Linked DNA regions of Mus musculus: all the other regions are linked to region 3. Evidence: chromatin contacts called from public Hi-C and HiChIP or PLAC-seq data. All regions are on one chromosome and are shown on one strand. The core of a region is the stretch at or near the end of the contact, and the rest is flanking DNA. Distances in the headings are between cores, read along the strand shown. Region 1 holds the start of Rab3b (RAB3B, member RAS oncogene family). Region 2 holds the start of Kti12 (KTI12 homolog, chromatin associated). Region 3 overlaps Nrd1 (nardilysin, N-arginine dibasic convertase, NRD convertase 1).

Region 1 (2,961 bases), core at 91-2,590, 150 kb after region 3:
ATATCTGCGAAGCAAGCACACTCCTCTTCTTCTGTTTGGGGATGCAGAAGGGATGTGCTCTATCTGCTTGCATGAGGGCGCACACACACACACAAACACACACACACACACACACACACACACACACACGCGTGCGCGCGCACGCACACACACACACACACTCACTTATTTCGTTTACAGTCTACAGCTTTCCTGTGGATTCTGGGAAGGTGGGATGGAGAAATCCACTTTCACTCCACACCTCTTTTGGCTTCTAGAGGTTGTCATCCTGCCCTCTCAAAGTCTCTTCCACATTTGACACCAAGATAGAATTGCATGTGGATGAATTTTTCTGTTCACTATTCTCTTCTTGCCCATGGCTCCAGTTGGCATTGTAGTCTTGTCCAGTGTTTGCTGTCCTCATGCTGTCAGGAGCCAAGACTCGGCTAGTGCCAAGGTTGTACTCAACCCTCACCTCACACCCATCATCCCTGCAATTTCACTCTCCAAGTTCCCTCAAGGTTTCTCTGCTTCCAGCTACAAGACCCTGCTCCATTCCAGCGCCATTTCCTCCATCCTGACCAGAACTTAGGTGTCCCTCGCCCACAAGCAGGGTCAAGACCCACTCCCCTACCTAGTTCCCGCCCCTTTCTGCGGGGCGGAGTAGACTCAGCTGGCTCCCCACATTTCCCTTCTTCCAAGCTCATCCCCTCCAAGCCCCAACCCTATGTCTCCATCCCTTGAGACCCCTTCGCGGGTACCAGCGGGGCTCGGTTCTACACCCTTTCACTCCCAGCTAACCACACTCACGTCCCGGAAGTTCTCAATCCCACCAGACACCCGTTCCTGCTCTGCGCCCCTTCCTTTCAGCCCTTGCTCTTCTGCTCGTCTCAAAGCCCCTCGAGCCCACCCAGCTCTCCGCCTTCACGCCCCCTTTCGCCTGCCTCCCCTCCATCCTTTCAGCATCCCTCTGCTGCCCTAAGATGTACCCAGCCACCCCTTACTGCCTGTAGTAGCTGCTCATCTGCCCCCAGCCCCAATGGTCGCTGCTTCCCGGCGGACCTGTGCGGAGTGCGAGCCAGCACTCCTGCTTTGCTGCGGTGCGGGTCCCTGGCGGCCTCTCGCAGCCCCTCTCTGAGTCCCCTAGGCTGCCTTGCACTCGGTCCCCGGCTCCCAGGCAGTGCGGAGCCCGGTCGAGGCCGCGCCCCTTACCTCGGATAAGAGCTGGCTCACGGACAGTGCAGCCGGACTGTTGCACTTGGCGATAGTGGGTGAGAGGCAGGCGAGGCGGGTCTGGTTCCCACCTCGGCTACGGAGGGCTGAGGCTCTGGCTGAAGATGGGTTGGGTTCCCGCTGGGTCCAAGCCCCGCCCCTGGGCGGAACCCATGTAAGATCCGCCCCGCCCCTGCGTTCTGGGCTGGTGTAAGGAACCTACAATTTCTTGGGAGCCTTACACCCTATATATCTGGGTGACTTTTATAATCTGCCCACATTCTATAGTTTGCACCTACAGGGTGCTCAGAGGTCTTTGGTGATAATGTAGATGATGATGGCGTCAAGTTTTGCTCTTTCCAAATGCTTTACTCCATTCTCATAAACTCTCAAGGAGGGAGCACAACCTGTCCACAAGTGAAAAATGAGCTAGGAAGCTGGCTATCACCGTCTGCCCCACTCATCACCTCTTCATGGTCCTTGTCGTCTGAGACTGGTAATCCCATCTGAACAAATCCAATCTTCTTCTAGGTTTCCTTTTCTCTGCATAAAGTATCCTGGTTCAGGACTCATGGGACTAATGCAAGAATTCTAATTCCTGCCTTCTTTCCAGCCTCTATACCAGTGACCTGAGGAACCTTTTGAAATGATTTCGACCTTGTTAAGATAACACTCACTGCTTCTCCATGACCAGCAGTAGCATGGAGTTTGCCAACTGGAGTGGTAAATGTTCTTGTCTGAGCCTTAGCAGACCCCAGATCTTCCAGGAGTGGTAGGTCACCTTCAAATTCTTATATGGATTTCACCTTCCATTGTCCTGAGGTCACTGGCCTGACATTTGGGTCTGGAGTTATTATTCTTTTCTTTCTTCCTTTTAATGATTTTTTATTTCATGTGCATTGGTATTTTGCCTGCGCGGATGTCTGTGTGAGGGTGTAGGATCCCTGGAACTGGAGTTACAGACAATTGTGAGCTGTCATGTGAGTGCTAGGATTTGAACCCAGGTCCTCTGGAAGACCAGCCAGTGCTCTTACCCACTGAGCCATCGCTCCAGCTCCTCTTTGTTCTTTTCTATAGTCATCCCCACCCCAGGTCATAGAAGTACGAGTCAGATAAGAAGTCCAGATTTTTCTCAGTTCCGTTATGACTTGTCTAAGATGTTTCTTTCCAGCCTCTCTGCCTCAGCATCAGAGTCCTAATCCTTACAATGTTCGCTAGAGCTGCTTATCAGCCCCTTTAGTCAGGTCCGCGCTGCCCATTTGACTTTCAGCTTCCCCTGTGCTCCCTCTAGAACCCTGGTTCCACCCTCTGCATCTTTAGAATGCTCAGGTTACCTCTTTATCTTTACCGAAACCTTATCCTCCCCCGGGACACTGCTTCCATGGTAGCCCTCTGCAGAAAGGCTCTTCATTTTCTTAACCTCCATGTATCATAACACCAGGAGGTGGGCAGCATTGTCACGCCCACCCTCATACAAAGATTTGCTCTCCTTTGCCCGCGAGCCATATCACAGCCTATGGCTCCTCCACACTGTTCCTCGTGCTCTGAGGAGTTCCTGGGGTACCAGCCCCTTCACTAGCTGCTGCTCCGCCATCCTTCTGGTGACTTCAGTTGCATATGGGGGTCTCCTGACCCTCATCCCTTTGCCTCTGCTTTACATGTTGACTGTGTCATTAACACCTACAGCCACACCTGACCCTCCTACTCACCTAGAACTTCTGGTCTTAAGACCAAACACCCTATGCAGAACTTACTCCCATAAGGCCTAGT
Region 2 (2,838 bases), core at 290-2,789, 180 kb after region 3:
TTAGAGAAAATATCTGGTGGTTGTCTTACACAAATATCAGTTTCCCAGGGACAGAACAAAAGATATATATATCTGTGTTCCAAGTGCCAGGTCAGAAGCAAGAGGCTCTGTGCTCAAAAGTACTTGGAGTATGAAAAGGCCATTATGAATACAAAACTGTTATCTTCGGTTTCTACTCACAGTTGACTTAATCCCGATGGAAGGCCAACAGTGGTGTGTAGTATTCCTAAGTAGACTCCAACCGAAGCCCCCTGGTGTTTTTGGAGCTACCACTCAATGCCTCAGCTTATGCTAACTACACACTCAGGGTATGGCAGTGGCAGTTAAGAAAACGAGTCAAAACTTGGCCATCTTACTACAGTATGCTTTGCAGACCTTCGGACTATTCTTCCTAAACAAAGTACAGTAGAATAGTCAGACACGAGCCACAGCTGCTGCCCACTACCTCATTAGTGCAAACTCTGGTTCAGATACTGAAGAAACATGTTGGCCAATTGAGGCAGATTCTCGTTATTGGGATGCATTTTGGTGTAGGAAATAAACTGGCGACGGAGGCGACTCAATTCTGCTAAGGTCAAGGGTCGGGTAAATCGGAGGGGCTCCGTGGTGCCAGGGAGCTTTAGGAAGTCTCCGGGCACAGCGCTCTTCTGGGCTTCCATCACAGCGGTCAACACCTGGCTTGTGGCCTGATCCAACTGGTGCAGAAAGCTGCCAGAGGCTAGAGGCTGAGACTGCGTAGACTGATGGGGCGGGGGAGCCCGATTCTCAAACAAGGCAGACCGGATCTCCGCGAGGGGCAATGGCTCTTCTAAACCCACCACAGTGAACAAGGGGCGATCCCAGCGGTTCCGGGAGTCGGGAGACTCAAAGCGCAGCGCTAAGGACTCCAGAACCTCGGGAGGAAAGGCACAGGACGCAGGCTCTGCAGATTTCTCGGACCCCGGGGTCATTACAGCGGAAGGGTTTGATGGCAGGATTTCCTCTGGATCCAGTTCCTTTGAGACAGCGGCCAGAACTCCCCCGTTGGCTACGGGGCTGGTGGCGCGCTGTTCCTCCACAGCGCCAGCCGCCTGAGACTTCCCGCCGGTCTCGGCCCGCGGTCTCCAGCTCACGCTGACAGCCAGGTCCCGGTTCTCGGAGGCGGAAGCCTCCCGAAGCTCGCGGCTCGGCCAGTTCGGCCGCACGCAGTAAAGTAAGCAGAGCGGCGTGCGCGCGGCCCGGGCGAGGCAGTACAGCTCGTAGCGGAAGCCCTTGATGTAGTTCACCGAGTCCAGGATGACCACGTCCTGCCGGCTCAGGCGCCGCTCCACCGCAGCCCGCAGCGCAGCCCGCAGAGCCTTCTCACCAGCGGAGTCGCCGTACACAGTCGGGTCCTGCGCGCCCAGCACCGAAGCATCGTCCACCACATACACCGCGCGGCCCTCGCTGGCCAGCGCCCGACGGAGCTCCTCCGTCCGCTGGCTCTTGCCGCTGGACGGCAGCCCGCAAACCACGACGAGCGGCATGATCTCCAGGGGCATCCATGTGCGGATGTTTGGCGTCAACTTCCGGCAGGAACCGGAAGAGAAAACCGAGCTTCCTGTTCCCTTACACTCTTACGGGACCTTTTGTTTCTATGGGAAACCGGAACTCTAACCAACCAGATCAAGGACCAACATTCTCAGAAAGGAGACGCAAAGATTAGAATGGCGTTAGTTATTTACACCAAACGTTAAAGGCCTCAACAGGATAAGATTACCCTCCGTCAAAGAGGGTATTTATTAAATGGGATTTAATGGGCATTCAACGAAATTACTAGCACCACATTTAGCATACAGAAGGCAAATTACAAATGATGTTTCTCTATTCAGGACTTCTCTTACACCTAGTAGCTCTTAGTAAATGTTTATTCATAACAACTATTTCAGTCGTCAACATCCTTTCATGGTTGGGGTCAGAGATGAATAAAAACTGTTCCCCTAGGAAAATCAAGGTTCAAAAAAACAATATATATATGGAAAAAAGGAAAAAAAAATCAAGGTTCGTATCAGGAAGCATTAAGTGTCCACGCAAAGTAAACACTTTTATGGGTAGCTGTACTTTAGTGTGAAGAACAGAAGTGAAAAAGCTGCCCGGAAACCTCCTTGAAGACTTGATTGATGCTTGAATTTGTTTCTATTTGTTTGGTAGAGAGGGCTGCTGGGCTAGAACCTTGTGAATGCTCTATGCCTCAGCACTATACCCTCGGAGCGAACTTGATTTTGAACTTGAAAGAATAATTGAAATTTCCATCGTGGATAGAGTCGCCAAATACAATGAAGATTTTCCAATTAAATCTGATTTTGAGATTTTTAAAAAGTTGCATAAGTTACATGGGCATATTTAATTTTCCTTTGTGTGAAATTTAAATTTAGCTGGGTATCTTTTTTTAATTAAACTTGGCAATCCTCCTGCAGAAAGCTTGAGTTGAGACCCCCGTGTCATGAGACTTAGGATCTGTTTTACAACAGCAAGCACAAGTGTGATAGGTACAGAAGTATAAATGTGAGTATGTGTGTGACAGGAGTATGATATAATATAGGACACACATGCTGGAGTAGAGTAAGTCTCTAATACAGTACAGGAGACACATGAAAGTCCACTTAATGGTTGTTTAAAGACTGGGAAGTGGGGCTGGTGAGATGGCTCAGTGGGTAAGAGCACCCGACTGCTCTTCCGAAGGTCCGGAGTTCAAATCCCAGCAACCACATGGTGGCTCACAACCATCCGTAACGAGATCTGACTCCCTCTTCTGGAGTGTCTGAAGACAGCTACAGTGTACTTACATATAATAAATAAATCTTTAAAAAAAAAAAAAGA
Region 3 (2,916 bases), core at 269-2,768:
GTGTGTGTGTGTGTGTGTACCACTGTGCATGTGAGGAGTTCAGAGGACAATTTGCAGGAATACCTTGTTTATCCCCAGGATTAAAATCAAGGAGTCGTACTTAGAAGCAAGCACCTTAATCTGCTAAAGTATTTGTCAGCTCTATTTAAGTATTTGATGTTGTGATGTGTTGTGATGTGATGTGTGTACAAGTAGGGTCCAAAGGTTGATATTTGCTGTCTCCCTCAATCGTTCTCCGCTTTTTAATTCTTCTCTCATATATTATATCCCAAATACCTTTTTTTTAAAGTTACTCCTAAATACCTGCAAAAACCTACTTTTAATTACATTTGTTTGTGTGTGAAGTCACCATGTAGATGCTGTAGACTGAACTCATACTTGGTCTTACCTGCCAAACCATCTCACTAGTCCTTCCTCCTCAATATTCTCTACACGGCCTCTGGAACCTGGAGCTTGCTAACTCAGCTAGCCCGGCTAGCCAGCAAGTCTGAGGGATCCGCCCTCTCTGCCTCCCCAGAGCTGGGGTGGCACGTGCCATAGGTGCTGGAGTCTGAACTCAGATCCTCATGCCTGTGAAACAAGCTCTTCAGGAACTGAGCCATCCATCTCCTCAGACCCAGAAATTTGACTTTTAAGTAGCATAAAAAGAGAAATTCTCAAAATCAAAAAACTCTAGATTATATGTGATCTCATCACAATTCTATTGTTTATTTTAGAATTTGACAATAAGACTTAGGAGACTAAGGTAGGTGAATCTCTCTGAGTTCAGGGCAGGCCAAGTCTATACAGCAAGTTGAGGGATACAAAGAGACCCTGTCTCAAAAACAAACAAAAATCTGCACCAGTATCAATCACTGTATCAAACAGGAAAAGATCACAAAGGGACAAACACCAGAGTGAATAAAACTTCATATGCATGAAGTAATTTGCAACAATTTATAAATTAACCTCTATACTAAAAATAAGCAATGCCTGCTACAACAATATAAATGCAATTTAGAATCACATTTTTGGATTAATTTTGAAAAATGAAAACTGTTTCATATGTTATCAGCTTTGTTTGATCTCAATTTTGAAGAGGTTGGGTCAAAATTTTATAGAACGGAGAATGATATTTGGTGAGAGGAGAAGAGAAGAAACATGCAAACTATAATGTCAAAAGGAATTGTTTAACACGTGATTATTAGGACATCTACAAAAGGTTAAACCCCCAAGACAACAGAAGTTACTGGAGTCTCCTCAGTGAGTCACTAAGATAATCAGGACATGGAAGGAGCAGAGATGCTCTTCAGTCTTGACATTTAGAATGCTTCTATCATTGCTACAGGATTGCTCTTAATTATCTTATAGGACCTTTATATAGGGATGAACAAACAGCTTGCCCTGTAAGTTTATGAGCAATATAAATATAAAACCACAAATATGAATCATCTGAAAAGAAAACACAACAGCTGAGCTAGGTGTGGTGGCACATGCCTGAAATCCCAGAAGGTCAAGGCTACATGAGCCCCTGTCTCAACCACACATGACCTCTGAGTAGTACACCAGTATACTCATACGCACTTGAAGTTAGTCCATAAATGACCTATTTCTGTGAGAGATGATTTGTATGAGATGATCTACGTTTCTGTGAACTTTGCCATTACTTTGTAACATATTCATTTCCTTCCATTTTTAAGAAATATTTGTATTTATGTATAGTGGTGTGTGTGTGTGTTGTATGTGTTGTGTGGTATGTGTATTAGTGTTGGGGTGCTGGTGGAGACCAGAAGAAGATGTGCGATCCCCTAGAGTTGTAAATATAGGCAGTTGTTAGGCACCCATCACGGATGCTAAGAACCAAAGTCTGGCTCACTGCAAGCAGAGCAAGCACTCTGCTGAGTCATCTCTCTAGCTCCAGTTTGTAATTTGCCAGATAATAGAGTAACAATATGCCATAGTGACTCAAACATCCTATGAAAGTAGAACAGTTGATCTTTGAACAACATGTGGGAATATTGACCCCTGGGGCAGTAAATACACACCCTCACACACAAACACACACCCTCACACACACACCCTCACACACACACACCCTCACACACACACACCCTCACACACACACACACACACACCCTCACATACACACACCCTCACACACACACACACACCCTCACACACACACACACCCTCACACACACACACACCCTCTCACACACACACACACACACACACACACACACACACCCTCACACACACACCCTCACCCATACACACACCCTCACACACATACACCCTCACCCATACACACACCCTCACACACACACACACCCTCACACACACACCCTCACACACACACACCCTCATCTCTATGGGACTATATGTGCATGCTCTATGATTGTGCATGTGTACATGCATGTGTTCATATGTATGGAAGCCAGAGGTCAAATGTCCTTCTCAATTGTTTTCCATCTCATTTTTGACTATCCCAAAAATTGACTAACAGCCAGATCTTCACAAAAGCCATATCAGTAACATAAACTACCTATTGACATGTACTTTAGATTTCATACACATTATATACGGTGAAGACTGTTCAAGTACTGAGACCTTTTTAAAAGAAAAAAAAAAAGCCTACAATACAGTTGACTAGAGCAGACTAACTCTCCGTGTGGACATGATCAGCAGCTTCATGCAGATGTCACAACAGTGGAGAAGGATAAGAAACGATGTCAGTACTAATTGACTACCATTCATTCCATGTAGTTATGCTTTAATACATTTGCGTCTGTTTACATTTCTCTCTGCTGTAAATGATGCAATGTGTTTATCCAGGTTTAGATTAAATGTATACTTTATAGATTTGTGTATATTTTATGGTAATAAATAAAATAAAATATTATGTACATGTATTTTATGTATTCATGTCATCTAGCT

Evidence for each region. HiChIP or PLAC-seq counts read pairs in DNA pulled down with a chosen protein or histone mark. A called contact is a pair of places that touch in the nucleus more often than the background predicts.
Region 1: a contact with region 3 is called in a Hi-C map of the C2C12 cell line, with 3 times the contacts expected there. The contact joins the promoter of Rab3b here to the enhancer-like site in region 3. A contact is called at or near these places in 20 of 39 promoter capture datasets (the 3T3-L1 cell line, 3T3-L1-derived adipocytes, the C10 cell line and 14 more), 4 of 15 datasets of contacts at CTCF or cohesin (the NIH/3T3 cell line, embryonic stem cells, large pre-B cells and 1 more), 74 of 484 Hi-C or Micro-C datasets (B cells, the Ba/F3 cell line, the C2C12 cell line and 38 more), 10 of 115 datasets of contacts at active chromatin or transcription factors (astrocytes, embryonic basal ganglia, embryonic forebrain and 3 more) and 4 of 9 other capture datasets (adipose tissue, embryonic stem cells, liver and 1 more).
Region 2: a CTCF HiChIP or PLAC-seq map of the NIH/3T3 cell line shows a contact between it and region 3, with 10 read pairs. The contact joins the promoter of Kti12 here to the enhancer-like site in region 3. A contact is called at or near these places in 5 of 39 promoter capture datasets (3T3-L1-derived adipocytes, erythroid cells, liver and 2 more), 1 of 15 datasets of contacts at CTCF or cohesin (the NIH/3T3 cell line), 1 of 484 Hi-C or Micro-C datasets (pancreatic cancer cells), 13 of 115 datasets of contacts at active chromatin or transcription factors (the SCID.adh cell line, bone marrow-derived macrophages, embryonic forebrain and 4 more) and 4 of 9 other capture datasets (adipose tissue, embryonic stem cells, liver and 1 more).

What each region holds. Positions count from the first base shown.
Region 1 is chr4:108,877,449-108,880,409 of GRCm38.p6, reverse strand. It overlaps Rab3b (RAB3B, member RAS oncogene family), which reads right to left and starts at 1,340. Exons shown (of 5, transcript NM_023537.5): 1 at 1,192-1,340.
Region 2 is chr4:108,846,558-108,849,395 of GRCm38.p6, reverse strand. It overlaps Kti12 (KTI12 homolog, chromatin associated), which reads right to left and starts at 1,539. Exons shown (of 1, transcript NM_029571.2): 1 at 1-1,539. The coding sequence starts at 1,505. The coding sequence ends at 450. All of the region lies in intron 2 of Txndc12 (thioredoxin domain containing 12 (endoplasmic reticulum)), which reads right to left.
Region 3 is chr4:109,029,048-109,031,963 of GRCm38.p6, reverse strand. All of the region lies in intron 7 of Nrd1 (nardilysin, N-arginine dibasic convertase, NRD convertase 1), which reads right to left. Among named protein-coding and RNA genes, the nearest start is that of Mir761, 13 kb to the right of the region's middle. Within about 2 kb of position 1,518, at least 26 of the 459 cell types and tissues checked have an H3K27ac peak or open chromatin away from gene starts, as enhancers often do. A contact at or near this core is called in the C2C12 cell line, the HL-1 cell line, the NIH/3T3 cell line and 2 more, where this site is marked.